2 separate regions of the Sus scrofa genome follow, and region 2 is linked to region 1. The links are chromatin contacts, called in public HiChIP or PLAC-seq maps. All regions are on one chromosome and are shown on one strand. The core of a region is the stretch at or near the end of the contact, and the rest is flanking DNA. Distances in the headings are between cores, read along the strand shown. Region 1 holds the start of CCM2 (cerebral cavernous malformations 2 protein). Region 2 holds the start of LOC100512448 (histone H2A.V).

What was found. HiChIP or PLAC-seq counts read pairs in DNA pulled down with a chosen protein or histone mark.
Region 2: an H3K27ac HiChIP or PLAC-seq map of alveolar macrophages shows a contact between it and region 1. The contact joins the promoter of LOC100512448 here to the promoter of CCM2 in region 1. A contact is called at or near these places in 1 of 5 promoter capture datasets (liver), 4 of 47 Hi-C or Micro-C datasets (alveolar macrophages, blood, liver and 1 more) and 2 of 2 datasets of contacts at active chromatin or transcription factors (alveolar macrophages and skeletal muscle).

What each region holds. Positions count from the first base shown.
Region 1 is chr18:50,446,940-50,452,884 of Sscrofa11.1, forward strand. It overlaps CCM2 (cerebral cavernous malformations 2 protein), which reads right to left and starts at 3,503. Exons shown (of 10, transcript XM_021079071.1): 1 at 3,051-3,503. The coding sequence starts at 3,080. It overlaps LOC100739791 (a long non-coding RNA gene), which reads left to right and starts at 3,573. Exons shown (of 6, transcript XR_002340445.1): 1 at 3,573-3,587.
Region 2 is chr18:50,531,140-50,537,084 of Sscrofa11.1, forward strand. It overlaps LOC100512448 (histone H2A.V), which reads left to right and starts at 2,243. Exons shown (of 5, transcript XM_021078658.1): 1 at 2,243-2,428. The coding sequence starts at 2,426.

The DNA.
Region 1 (5,945 bases), core at 2,253-4,752:
CAAACACAAGTCTCTTCTCCATGTCCACAATTTTCTTTTTTGTGGAAAGGGTCATTTGTGCCGTGTATTAGACTCCTGATGTAAGTGATATCATATGGTATTTGTCTTTCTCTTTCTGACCTACTTCACTTAGTATGAGCGTCTCCAGTTCCATCCATATTGCTGCCAATGGCACTATTTTATTGGAAAGAGAATTTAAATGTCCAAACAGTACTTTCATAAAACTATCAAGTCATTACTCGCTGCTTTAGCTTGAATTTGTGTGTAAGTTTTAAAATAGCTATCTCTGGTTAATTTACCATAATGAGAACTACCTAAGCATCAAATTTATTGAGTTGGACGTGACCTCACACCGAATGCAGGAGCAGAGCAGGAAGGTTCTGCTGGCTTGTGACTGGCTGAGAGCAAGAGGTAAAGTGTGCTAAGTCGTGGCCTGGATAGGAATCCACGCCCCAGAGCTGTCTGTCTGGCCTGCCTATGGGAAAATGAGCCGGGGCATCGGCAGAGCACAAAGAAAACACAGAACGCCCAGCTTAGGCGACTCCGTAATAACCCATCACCTCCTCTAACAGAGAGAGTGACAGGTCCTGCCCTCCTCTGAGCCTCCACCTTCCCGGTGCCTGCCCCCGCCCCTCCCCCACTATAAAAGGTGGTGGGGTTTTTTTTGGTTTTTTTTTTTTTTGCCTTTTTAGGGCAGCACCCATGGCATGTGGAGGTTCCCAGGCTAGGGGTCAAATCAGAGCTGCAGCTGCCTGCCTACACCACTGGATCCGAGCCACGTCTGCGACCTACACCACAGCTCTCGGCAATGCCAGATCCTTAACCGACTGAGTGGGGCCAGGGTTGAACCCAAGTCGTCATGAATACAAGTCAGGTTTGGTACCCCTGAGCCATGATGGGAAGCAGTTGCACTGGTGTTTAACCTCTATTCCAAAGGCTCAGGAATGTGTTACCTCTTTGTCTCTCTCAATATTGCTGAACGCTCAAATGTTTCTACCAAAGCTGATAGAAGGCTCTAGAGAAAATGCAGTCATTCTCATGCTTCCCTGGCAAGACAGGATAGCATGCATGTGGAAGGAGTAACCCTCCTTAGCAGGCCCTGTTTGGACGGACTGTCGAAGACTCTGTGGGGCCAAAACAGGTCCTCTGCTAGGACTGGACAGGCTCCTCTATGGAACGCCGGCAGCCAAGAGCACTGGACACAGGCCATGCCCTACTAGGGCCCTGGCCCGCCTGCCCACCTGTGGCAGGGAACAGTAGAACTGACTGCATTTCACATGGTGCCTCCTCTCCGCTTTGGCAGAAACGCTGAACTCAGCGCTCCCGCTCCCGCTGTGCAGTGGCCGGCGTCCCCCTGAGGTCTGTCGCTTGCCGGCTGAATCCCCTTCTCGGGTTGCTTTCCAGACCTCAACCATCTTTGTAGAGAACTGCAACTGACACTGCACTTAAATTAGATACGAGTATTTTTTGTTTGTTTGTCTTTTTAGGGCTGAACACACAGCATACAGAGGTTCCCAGGCTAGGGGTCCAATCAGAGCTGTAGCTGCCGGCCTACACCACAGCCACAGCAACGCGGGATCCGAGCCGAGTCTGCAACCTACACCACAGCTCACGGCCATGCCAGATCCTTAACCCCCTGAGAAGCCAGGGATCGAACCCATGTCCTCATGGATGCTAGTCGGGTTCGTTAACCGCTGAGCCACGACGGGAACTCCAGACGTGTGTATGGATAACATAAGAAAGGAAGGAGTAAAGGAGGTGGGAGAAGCGGCATTACACAGTCCTCTGAAGACCACCTGCCTGCACTTCCCTTCAAATACCTCAGTAAAATGGGGCACCCTGCGATGCGTAATCATCGCCGCAAGGACGGCTGCCTCTGAAAAGCAGAGGGTCGCGGAATTTATCAAGGTCTTTTATTAAACTTGTGTATAAAAGTGCACACACATTTATCAAAACGAAAATAATAGGTAAGACACGTCAATTATAAAGCCTGTATTTGAAAAAGATGCACTGCATTGAAACCCATTTTCCATTTTGATGACAGCTTATCCCACGTGGTTATTTGTCTCCGAAAAATGGTGAGTTTATCGATTACTCTAGCCTGTAATTAAAGCCACACTTTTAAAATTACACAGACTGAGGAACCTCTTGAACTATGTCCTAAATCTAACTGCCAAACATAACATCACTGAAATCACTCAGCTGGGATTAGGTAGAGCAAAACTCGACCTCTGCGGGCCTACCGTGAGTGAGCCTGCTGTACCATGAAACACGGTTTTTGCTTTTACTTGATACCCCAAAATTGAAGTCAACTCAGCAGCAAATGTTTCTCCATTACCGTACACCCCATTTTCTCAAAGATACTAACCCTGGAAAACTTTCTGGCCCATAACCAGGGCCAGCTCCTCTGCAGCCCCTGGTCACTGACCCGCGGGGAAGGCCATGTGGACAGCCTGGGTTTGGGGCAGAGTTACTGACCGGAAGGGGCGGAAAGGCGTGGCTCCTTCCTCCCCCGCGCTCCCGGCCGGCAAAGGACCACCTAACCCCATTGTCCAGGGGCTCGCCTCGTACTCCATCGCGCAGAGACCGACTCCCACGACCCTGTCCGGGACTGACCGTGGACTGTCCACCGGGGGGCCCTGGCCTGCCCGCCACGCTCACCCCAACCGCGGGTGCCTCCGGGCCTCTCCACGCCGGACTTCCAACCTGGGGCCTCTCCACGCCGGACTCCCGCCCGGGACCTCCCTGTGCCTGGCCTCCCCACGCCGGAGTCCACACGCCAGACTCCCGTCCCGGACCTCCCCACGCCTCGCCTCCCCACACTGAACCTCCCAAATCAAAACTCCCCTCCACGGACCTCCCGAAACCAGACTTTCCCACGCCCCGCACCGGCAGACCGACAGGCGGCCCCGAGCGACCCTCCCGCGTCCCCCTCACTCCCCCCCTAGTCCCAGCCCCAGACCCTCCGCCTTCCGCCAGCCTCCTGCCTTGGTCGGGGGTCCAGCCCACCCCGCGCCCGGCCCTCGGGAGGACGCGCCCCGCAGCCTCACCTTCTTGCCCTTCTTGCTCTCTTCCTCCATGTCGCCGCGAGCGGCCCCCGCGGCCCGGCCCGCCCCGGGAGCCCCGCGCCGCCCGCGGCCGCTACATGCTCGCCCCGGCCCCGCGGCCGCCGCCGCTCCTGCGCCGCTAGCCTGGCCGCAGTCTCCTCCCGCGGCCGCCAGGGGCCGTCCGCGCCCTGCACCCCGCACCCCGCACTTCCGGACCGAGGGCGCAGCCCCGCCCCCGCGACCACGCCCCGCCCCGCGCGCGCACGCCCCCTCGGCCCACACGCTCCGCCCCCAGCCCTTCCAGGCGGCCGAGAACGCGCCTGCCCTGCCCGCCCCTTTCAGGGCCGCGGGAGCGCGCCTGTCGCGCCCCTGTCCCACCCCACGCCCTTCAGGGAGGGCCTGCAGCCCGCGCCCACAAGCCCGGCGCCTCAGGGCCGCACGAGCGGCTCCAGCGTTTCAATTCTGCCGCCATCTTTTGGGCAGCCAACTTCCCAGCCTGCCTCACGCTCAAGCAGATTAGGCTCAGGCCGCCAAGAAACGGTGGGCGGGGCCGGCGGGAGGGGCGGGGCCTGTGGGAAGGTGAGGACGGGAAGTGGGGGTGTGGGGGCTCTGGGAGGGGCTGGCGAGAGGGGGCGCGGTCATCGGAGGCGGGGCTGCGGACCGGAGTGGTTGGCGGGAGTGGGAGGGCGGGGCCTGCAGGAAGGTGAAGGCGGGAAGACCTGGGCGGGGCTGCTCGAGGAGCGGGGCCTCGGGGAAGGGGCACAGGACCACTCCCTTTCCTTTCTCCCTTTGCCCTTCTTTCGTGTGGGTGCAGTGAAACTTTTTGCTAAGACTTCCTGTGTTTCAGCGTCAGCCTTCCTTAGACAAACACGTTGGGAAAGTTTAAATGCAACAGCGAGTACGTCCGGACCCTACCAGAATAAAATGTAGAACGGGAGTTCCCTTCGTGGCTCAGTGGTTAACGAGTCCCACTAGGAACCATGCGGTTGAGGGTTCGATCCCTGCCCTCGCTCAGTGGGTTGGGGATCCAGCGTTGCCCTGAGCTGTGGTGTAGGTTGCAGACGTGGCTCGGATCCCGTGTTGCTGGGGCTGTGGTGCAGGCTGGCGGCTACAGCTCCGATTAGATCCCTCACCTGGGAACCTCCGTATGCTGCGGATGCGGCCCTAGAAAAGACAAAATGAATAAATAAATAAAACCTAGAACCTTTTTTTTTTTTTTAATGGCACATAGAGGTTCCCAGGCTAGGGGTCGAAATGGAGCTACAACTGCCGGCCTACACCACAGCCACAGCCACGCAGGATCTGAGCTGTGTCTGCGACCTACACCACAGCTCACAGCAACACGGGATCCTTAACCCACTGAGCGAGGCCGGAGATCAAACCTGCAACCTCATGGTTACTAGTCGCATTGGTTTCCTCTGCACCACAAAGGGAACTCCCACACACAGAACCTTAATAGTCACCTAGAAATAACAGCCACCTTTTACCGATGAGGTCCAGAGAGATGGTTTGCCCAAAACACACTGTGAAGTGGAGTCAGCAGCAGCAGGCCCACTGTTTTGCCACCAAACAGCTGCCAGTAAGAACCCTGCTGTTCAACTAAAATGTAAACTGATACCAAACAAAACAATATTTGTCTCGACTGGTTAACTTTTTAGAGTGTTAGATCCTGTGCCAGGGGTCAATGGTCTCTCTCTCGGCTCCCATCGTGGGATGGAGCTGGGCCCTTTGAGCTGTCCTCCCTTGCCAGGCGGCCCAGTGTGAAGCTTTGCGGGTAGAAACTGCAGGGAGGCAGTGCAGGAGGAAGGAGCTTTACTGCCTGGTTCCAGTGAGCTTTCTGAAAAAGCACCTGCAGAAAGAGGCCTCTAAAGCACCCACCTTCCTACATCAAGGGTAACTTCTCCAGCTCCAGGTTCTCGCAAGCACCTGGCTCTCCAGTGCCGGGAGCACCCAGCTCCCCTGTGGTCTGAGGTCGGCGAGACGCCGCCTTCAGGAACAGTTTTCCCACACTCTGGAGGGTGGACTACAGCAAGTTCTGCCAGCACTTCTCTGCCATTCCTTGAGCAGAGCTGTTCTCTACCAAAGGCTGGACCTCAGCCTGGGGGGGTTGAGGGGGCGAGGTTATTCCTCAGAAGCTTAGCACTCAGAATAGTAGCTGCCCTTATATCTACTATCATTGTGGCCTTCAGAGTTCTCTCCATTTTTTCTTAACTTTTTTAAAAATTGAAGTAGAGTTGATTTACAATGTTGTGTTAATTTCAGGCATCCAGCAAAGTGAGTCAGTTATATATATTCGTTTTCAGATTCTCTTCCCTTATAGGTTATTACAAAAATACTGAGGGTAGTTCTCTGTACTATCCAGTAGGTCCTGTTGGTTACCTATTTTATGTATAGTAGTGTGTATATGTTAATCCCAGACTCCAAATTAATCCCTCCCCCTCCCTTCACTTTTAACAGCCATTCCCTTGTTACTGTAATTCTCTGTATTAAACCCTTCCTGCACTGTTTGTCTCCTGATTGGACCCTATTAGATAAAGACACCAAAGAAACAAGTAGTCCCCAGCACTCCCTAAAGGCATTAGGTACTGCAGTCCCTGGGTACATAAAGCAGAAGTGTGGGAAATGACCTTTCAGTCTCCCTCCTGCAATAGTTTAGCTTGCCACATGCACAGACACGAATAACGCAGTGCATTCAGTGGTTGTTCCATCCACCACTACGGAACATTGGTCTGATATTTTAAGATCTTCCACTGATGTACCTTTCCATAGTTGTCTCTCTGTAACACTGTAAATAACGCTACTAAAACTTCCCTTAACCTAGGTTTAGGAAAAACTCACTCAACTCCTATATTTCTCCTTACTCTCACACGACAACCACTCTTGACACTTCTGACACCA
Region 2 (5,945 bases), core at 993-3,492, 83 kb after region 1:
TCACTCAGTGGATCTGGCGTTTCCGTTTGCTGTGGTTCTGGTGCAGGCCAGCGGCTACAGCTTCGATTAGAGTTTCCTAGCCTGGGAAACTCCATATGCTGCGGGAGCGGTCCTAAAAAGACAGAAAGACCAAAAACAAAAATTAAAAATTAAAAAAGGAGAAGTTGGAGTTCCTGCTGTGGCGCAATGGGACCAGTGGTGTCTCTGGAATGCTGGGATGCAGGTTCTATCCCCACCCAGAACAGTGGGTTAAAGGAGGATCCATATTGCCTCAGCTTCGGTGTAGATCACAACTGTGGCTCCAATCTGACCCCTGGCCCCTGAACTCCATGAGCCATGAGTCGGCCAAAAAAACCAAAAAAGTTAGCGAGGGAGAAACTGAGATGGAGGACTCAGCAACAGCAAAAGCCTGTGCAAGGGCAAGATGGAGCTTCAGGTGTGGTCGAGAAGCCACAAAACATGAGATGAGCAGGGGCCAGGGAAATGCAGGGCTCTCCATGCCATGCTAAGGATTTGGATTTTGTTCGAAAGTCAAAGAGGTTAAAAGGAAAAGTAAGATTTGTATTTGAGATTGCAACGAAGGAGAAAAGGGACAGAACATTAGTTAGCAGGTTTTAACTAATCCAGGAGAAAAATGACAAAGGCTAAACTGAATCAGCGGCAATACACACAGCGCCCACACACACACACAAAAGCACGATTGGATATTCAGGAAGTAGAGGGATCTAGTCGAGAATTACCCAGCCACACTGGCCTGTTTCTAAGTCCCTTCATTGTGACAAGTCTTTTTCCCTTGAGAGCCTTTATACTTGCCCTTTCTCGGTGGAACACTGCTAAATTACACCCTCCCTAAATTACATTCCTCGGCCTCTGTCTCTCAAAGGACCCTGCTCTCTTCCATGGACTTGCATTGATTATCATTCACACAGTGGCCTGTCTCCTTCTTCAACATCTGACCCCTGCTGTCAAGGACGGTTAGGGCACGGACAGGCCAAGGTTGCCAGCCCCAGAATCCTAGCACAGTGCCTCCCAACAGCGGGCCCTAGGCGATCTGTTGAAGGTGAACTCACAGGGGATGCTCTGGCCGACTCGGACCGCCCTCGCCAGGGCCAGGGACACAGAAGGGCAGTGATTAACCGTGGTTATCGCTCACTGGATCAATTCCCAACGCTTCTATTGTTCAGCTTTGCTACCTACTTTGCAGGCTTGGTTCACCTGGGCCTCCGATCTCACTGCCGCCCGCTCCCTTCTCCTCGCTCGTCTATACCTTCACTCGCATTTTTCCAAATCCTTATTAGCAGCTCCCCCCTCTTCCTCCCTTCGAACTCGTTACATTTCCTTAAAAACGAAGGGTCTCCTCCACCCCCACCCCATGTTACATCCTCGGGGTCAGAAGTAAGATCACTCTCACTTTGGGACAGGATCTCCCCACCTGGTGATAATCGCGCCAGAACCAAATCTCCGCGCGGGACGGTGGGCTCTGCACACCCGGAACGCTGCCCGGCGCGGTCAGTGCAGACAGTTGTGGAAAAGAGGCAAAGTTTTAAAACTGCAACCGCTGAGAGTTGGCCCCGAGCCCGGACCGGGCCCCGGCAACTGCGGGCTGTGTGGTCCTGGGGGCAGCCGGGGGCAGTGGCCGTGGGCCGACGAGCCCTTCTTCGCGCGCGTGCCTCAACTTGGCCGCAGGCTCGGAGATTGCGACCCCATTTCAGAGTTTCTCCCCCTTTTCGCTGGGCGGCTAACCTAACGGCAGAGGGAAGGCGCTGAGGCGAAGGGCCACGAGATGCCCCGGAGCAGTGCCGCCGTGAAGCGAGCCTCCGCTAGCACGGAGAAATAATCAGAATCTGAAAAGCCGCCAGGGGAAGCAGACAGACAGCAGTTCCCTTCCCAAACAGTTCTCAGACACTAAGAAAGGGCGGGAAAGTCAGAGCCGCCTCAAGTCGTTCCACCCATTGGCTAATCGCGCTGTCGTTCCCCGCGACCCGCCTCCCCTGCTCGCGGGCGATGTTCTAATTGGATAACTTCCTCCAGCCGTCCCCTTTCATTGGTGAATCCCTCCGTTTGTCAGGCTCCAGCCCTGAAGACTGGCGGAGAGGGGAGTTTGGCCCCGCCCCTGGTCGCGCACAGGCGCGTCTGTGTTGGGGGTCCGAGGCCCCGCCTCCGCGTGCCGTGTGCAAAAACAAACAGCCGTTAGGGAGGAGGGGCCGAGGGGGCGGGGTCTGTCTAGAAGGAGGCTCACGATTGGGCGGCCGGCGGGGTTCAAACGAGCAAGGCGAGCGGGCATTGGCCGGGGCTCTGTGAGGCGGGCCTCGGTTATTGTCCGAGCTCCGGCAGCGGCGGCGGCGACGGCGGCGGCAGTGGCGGTCGGTGCTGCGGCAGCGGCGGCGACGGCTCGGCGGGACCGAGGGCGGGAGCGGCCGAGACCATGGTGAGGGCTGCGGGGCGGGCGTCGATGGCTAGGCGGCGCCGCTACCTGTTGAGGCGGCGATGGGCGTCAGGCGGCGACGACAGCGGCGGGGCGGACGTCAGGCGGCGGGGCTGCCCGCGGTCCCGGCCTCGCCCGCCGCGGCGCTGGCGCGAACCGAGGTGCGCGGGCCTCGGCCCGGGCGGCCCTGAGCCGAACAGCCCTCGCAGCACCGCAGCACCTCCGTGGTCCCCGCGACCCACTTAGAGCCCCACATTGTGCGTGGGTTAGAAAGTGCGGGTTTTCAGAGACGCGAGTGGAGAGAACTTGGCCCGGTGTAAAGTTGGGAGGGAAAGGCGGCGAGCGCTGGCTGTGCCCCGCTCGGGAGTGAGCCGGCGACGCCGAGGCGACGAGCAGGGTCCGCCCGAGCGCCCTCCGGAGACAGCCCTGCCGGGTGCTGAACCGCAGGCAGAAATTGTGGTTATTGTGACGTTCTCACACCTCAGAACCGGAGTCGACCTTGTGGATCGTTGCACCCGGTCTCCGCAACTGGTGTGCAGTTAGCGGAAGCACTTCCACAGCCGACCGAGGCACGGCTTGCAGCTGCTCCGTGAACTGGTTTGCCGGAGCTCATGCTTCTCCTGCTCCTCGCTGGGTTTTAGGGTGTCCCCCACTTAATCTTTAGCGACGTGCCGTATATTGGCTGCCCCTTTACCAGCAGCTAAAAATACACGGGCGTTCACGTAAGCTAAAAATACAGGAGGCGTGGGGTGTCATTCTTGTTTTGAGATTTTTTGAGCTTAAGGAGAAGTGAGTGAGCACGTGACTGTTAAACTAAGGTGAAAGCAGGTTGGCATCCAGTTTTCAACTTTTTTTGAATGAAATGTACTTTAGCCGGCTCCGTAGGCGTATTTTCTAACTCAGGTTAATACTCACTCGGATCTTGGAAGAAAAATTTTGTCATGCTTGTAGTTTGTTTCTCAGTCCATCGTCTTTGAAATGTGCGAAGTTGGGAGAGTGTAACGTAAGCACAGTTTGAGGGGGTGGTGAAGAGAAAGTAATTATTCATTTTCTGTGCAGTTTTGTATTCACATAAGTTTGGTTCCATAAAAGTATGTTTTTGTTAAATATAACAAATGTATCTGTGGAGTTCCCGTCAGGGCACAGCGGAAACGAATCCGACTGGGAACCATGAGATTGCCGGTTCGATCCCTGGCCCTGCTCAGCGGGTTAAGGATCCCGCGTTGCCCTGAGCTGTGGTGTAGGTCGAAGACGAGGCTTGGATCCCGAGTTGCTGTGGCTGTGGTGTAAGCCGGCAGCTGTAGCTCTGATTAGACCCCTAGCCTGGGAACCTCCACAGGCCACAGGTGCGGCCCTAAAAAGCAAAAAAAAAAAAAAAAGAAAGAAAGAAAAGAAAAGAAAGAAATGTATGTGAAGCCTCCAAACTGTGGAAGTAGTCATTTAGTTGACTGAGATTTTTAAAAATTAATTTCATGTCCACTTCTTTGAAAAGCAAATAAGTTAAACAACAAATATGATGCATTTGAAACAGTAAGCATAGCATTGCTTACAAACAGTAAACTGGGAAACATGGGGTGTTTTGCAGTTGGTAACTTTTAATTGATAACTACTTATTTCATAATTCATTCATAGACAGTGATTATAATTTTAGACTCATATATCAATTGAGAGGTTTTTAAATGTTTTACACCAGGGCAAATAGAGCTGAAAAGATTTATTTGAAGAATAAGTGAGAATATATGGTTACTTAAACTGACCTCAGAAATCAATTGATGTGAAAGCTTTTCTTGTATAGCAGCATGGTCAGAAATTATAAAATAGGAGTTCCCTTCATGGCTCAGCGGTTAACAAACCTGACTAGGAGCCATGAGGATTTGGGTTTGATCCCTGGCTTCACTCAGTGGGTTAAGGATCCAGTGTTCATGAGCTGTGGTGTAGGTCACAGATGAGGCTTGGATCCTTCGTTGCTGTGGCTGTGTTGTAGGCCGGCAGTTGTATCTTCTTCAATTCGCCCTCTAGCCTGGGAACTTCTATATGCCATGGGTGTGGCCCTAAAAAGCAAAAAAAAAAAAACAAAACAAAACAGAGATTATTAACATATATGAGGCATCCTTGTAGAAGGCTACAAATTATCAATTCTATTAAATCAGTCTCTCGCTAAATTTTTAAATTTAAGGAAGAGATATTAGTTATTAGGTTTTTTCCCCCTGCTTCTAGTACCTGCCAAGACCTTTTTCTTCCCTCCATGTGGTTTTTGGGAAGTAAACATTAAATCATCTGAGACCCCAGGGATGGGGTAGTGCTTGAAGTGGTGTACATAGTTGATTGTTAGCCTAAAGAATATTTTAGGAGTTCCTGTTGTGGCTTAGTGGTAACGAATCTGACTAGTATGCATGAAGGTGTGTGTTTGATCCCTGACCTCAGTGGGTTGAGGATCCGGCATTGCTGTGAGCTACAGTGTTGGTCGCAGACATGGCTCAGATCCCAAGTTGCTGTGGCTCAGGCTGGCAGCTGTAGCTCCTATTCGACTCCTGGCCTGGGAACTTAACATATGTTGCGGGTGCAGCCCCTAAAAAGCAAAAAAACCCAAAACAAAACCAAAAAAAAAAAACCACGCAAAAAAACACAGACCCTCAAACAGCTAGCCAATCTTGGAAACTGATTTCTTTAACTAGTTTTTGTTTGTTTTAAACAGACAAGAAATCATAGATTTCAAATAGTAAAATCAAACCATCCAACGAGGAGTTCTGTGGCGCGTCGGGTTAAGGATCTGGGATTGTCACTGCAGCAGCTGTGGCTGCTGCTGTGGCTTGGGTTTGATCCTTGGCCTGGGAACTTCCGCATGCCTTGTGCTTGTCCCCCCTCCCACAAAAAAAATCCAAAGAGAATATTGGTTTCCTTGTCTAGCCAGATCCTTAGTATTCCCTCCCTAGAGGCAAATAACTTCTCTAACTTACTTTGTGACTAGATGTATATGGACACACTCTGCAGTGCTCCACTTTTACATAAACAGAAGCTCTCCGTACTTCCACATCCCTTGCCTTTTACACAGGTGGCTTTTCAGAGTTGTTCCTTATCAGCATACATCTGCGATCTCTTTGTTGAAATGGGTGCCTGGTCCACGGTATTTATATACTTTGCCTCATTTGTGAACATTAAGGTTATTTGGTAAATAATTACTTTATATCAACTGGAAGTAGTATTTGTTTAACCCGTGAGAAAGTTTGAATGTCTTTTTTAATACACGTAACAACGATTTCCATTTTGCCATTGTAAAGTGTACAATTCGGGGGGTTCCTGGCATGGCTCAGCAGTAACGAGCCTGACTAGTAACTATGAGGATGCGGGTTTGATTCTGGCCTCAAAGGATCAGGCGTTGCTGTGAGCTGTGGTGTAGGTCACAGATGCACCTTGGATCCTGTGCTGCTGTGTCAGTGGCATAGGCCTGCAGCTCCGATTTGACTCCTAGTCTGGGAACTTCCATATGCCGCACCTATGGCCCTAAAAAGAAAATAAAGAA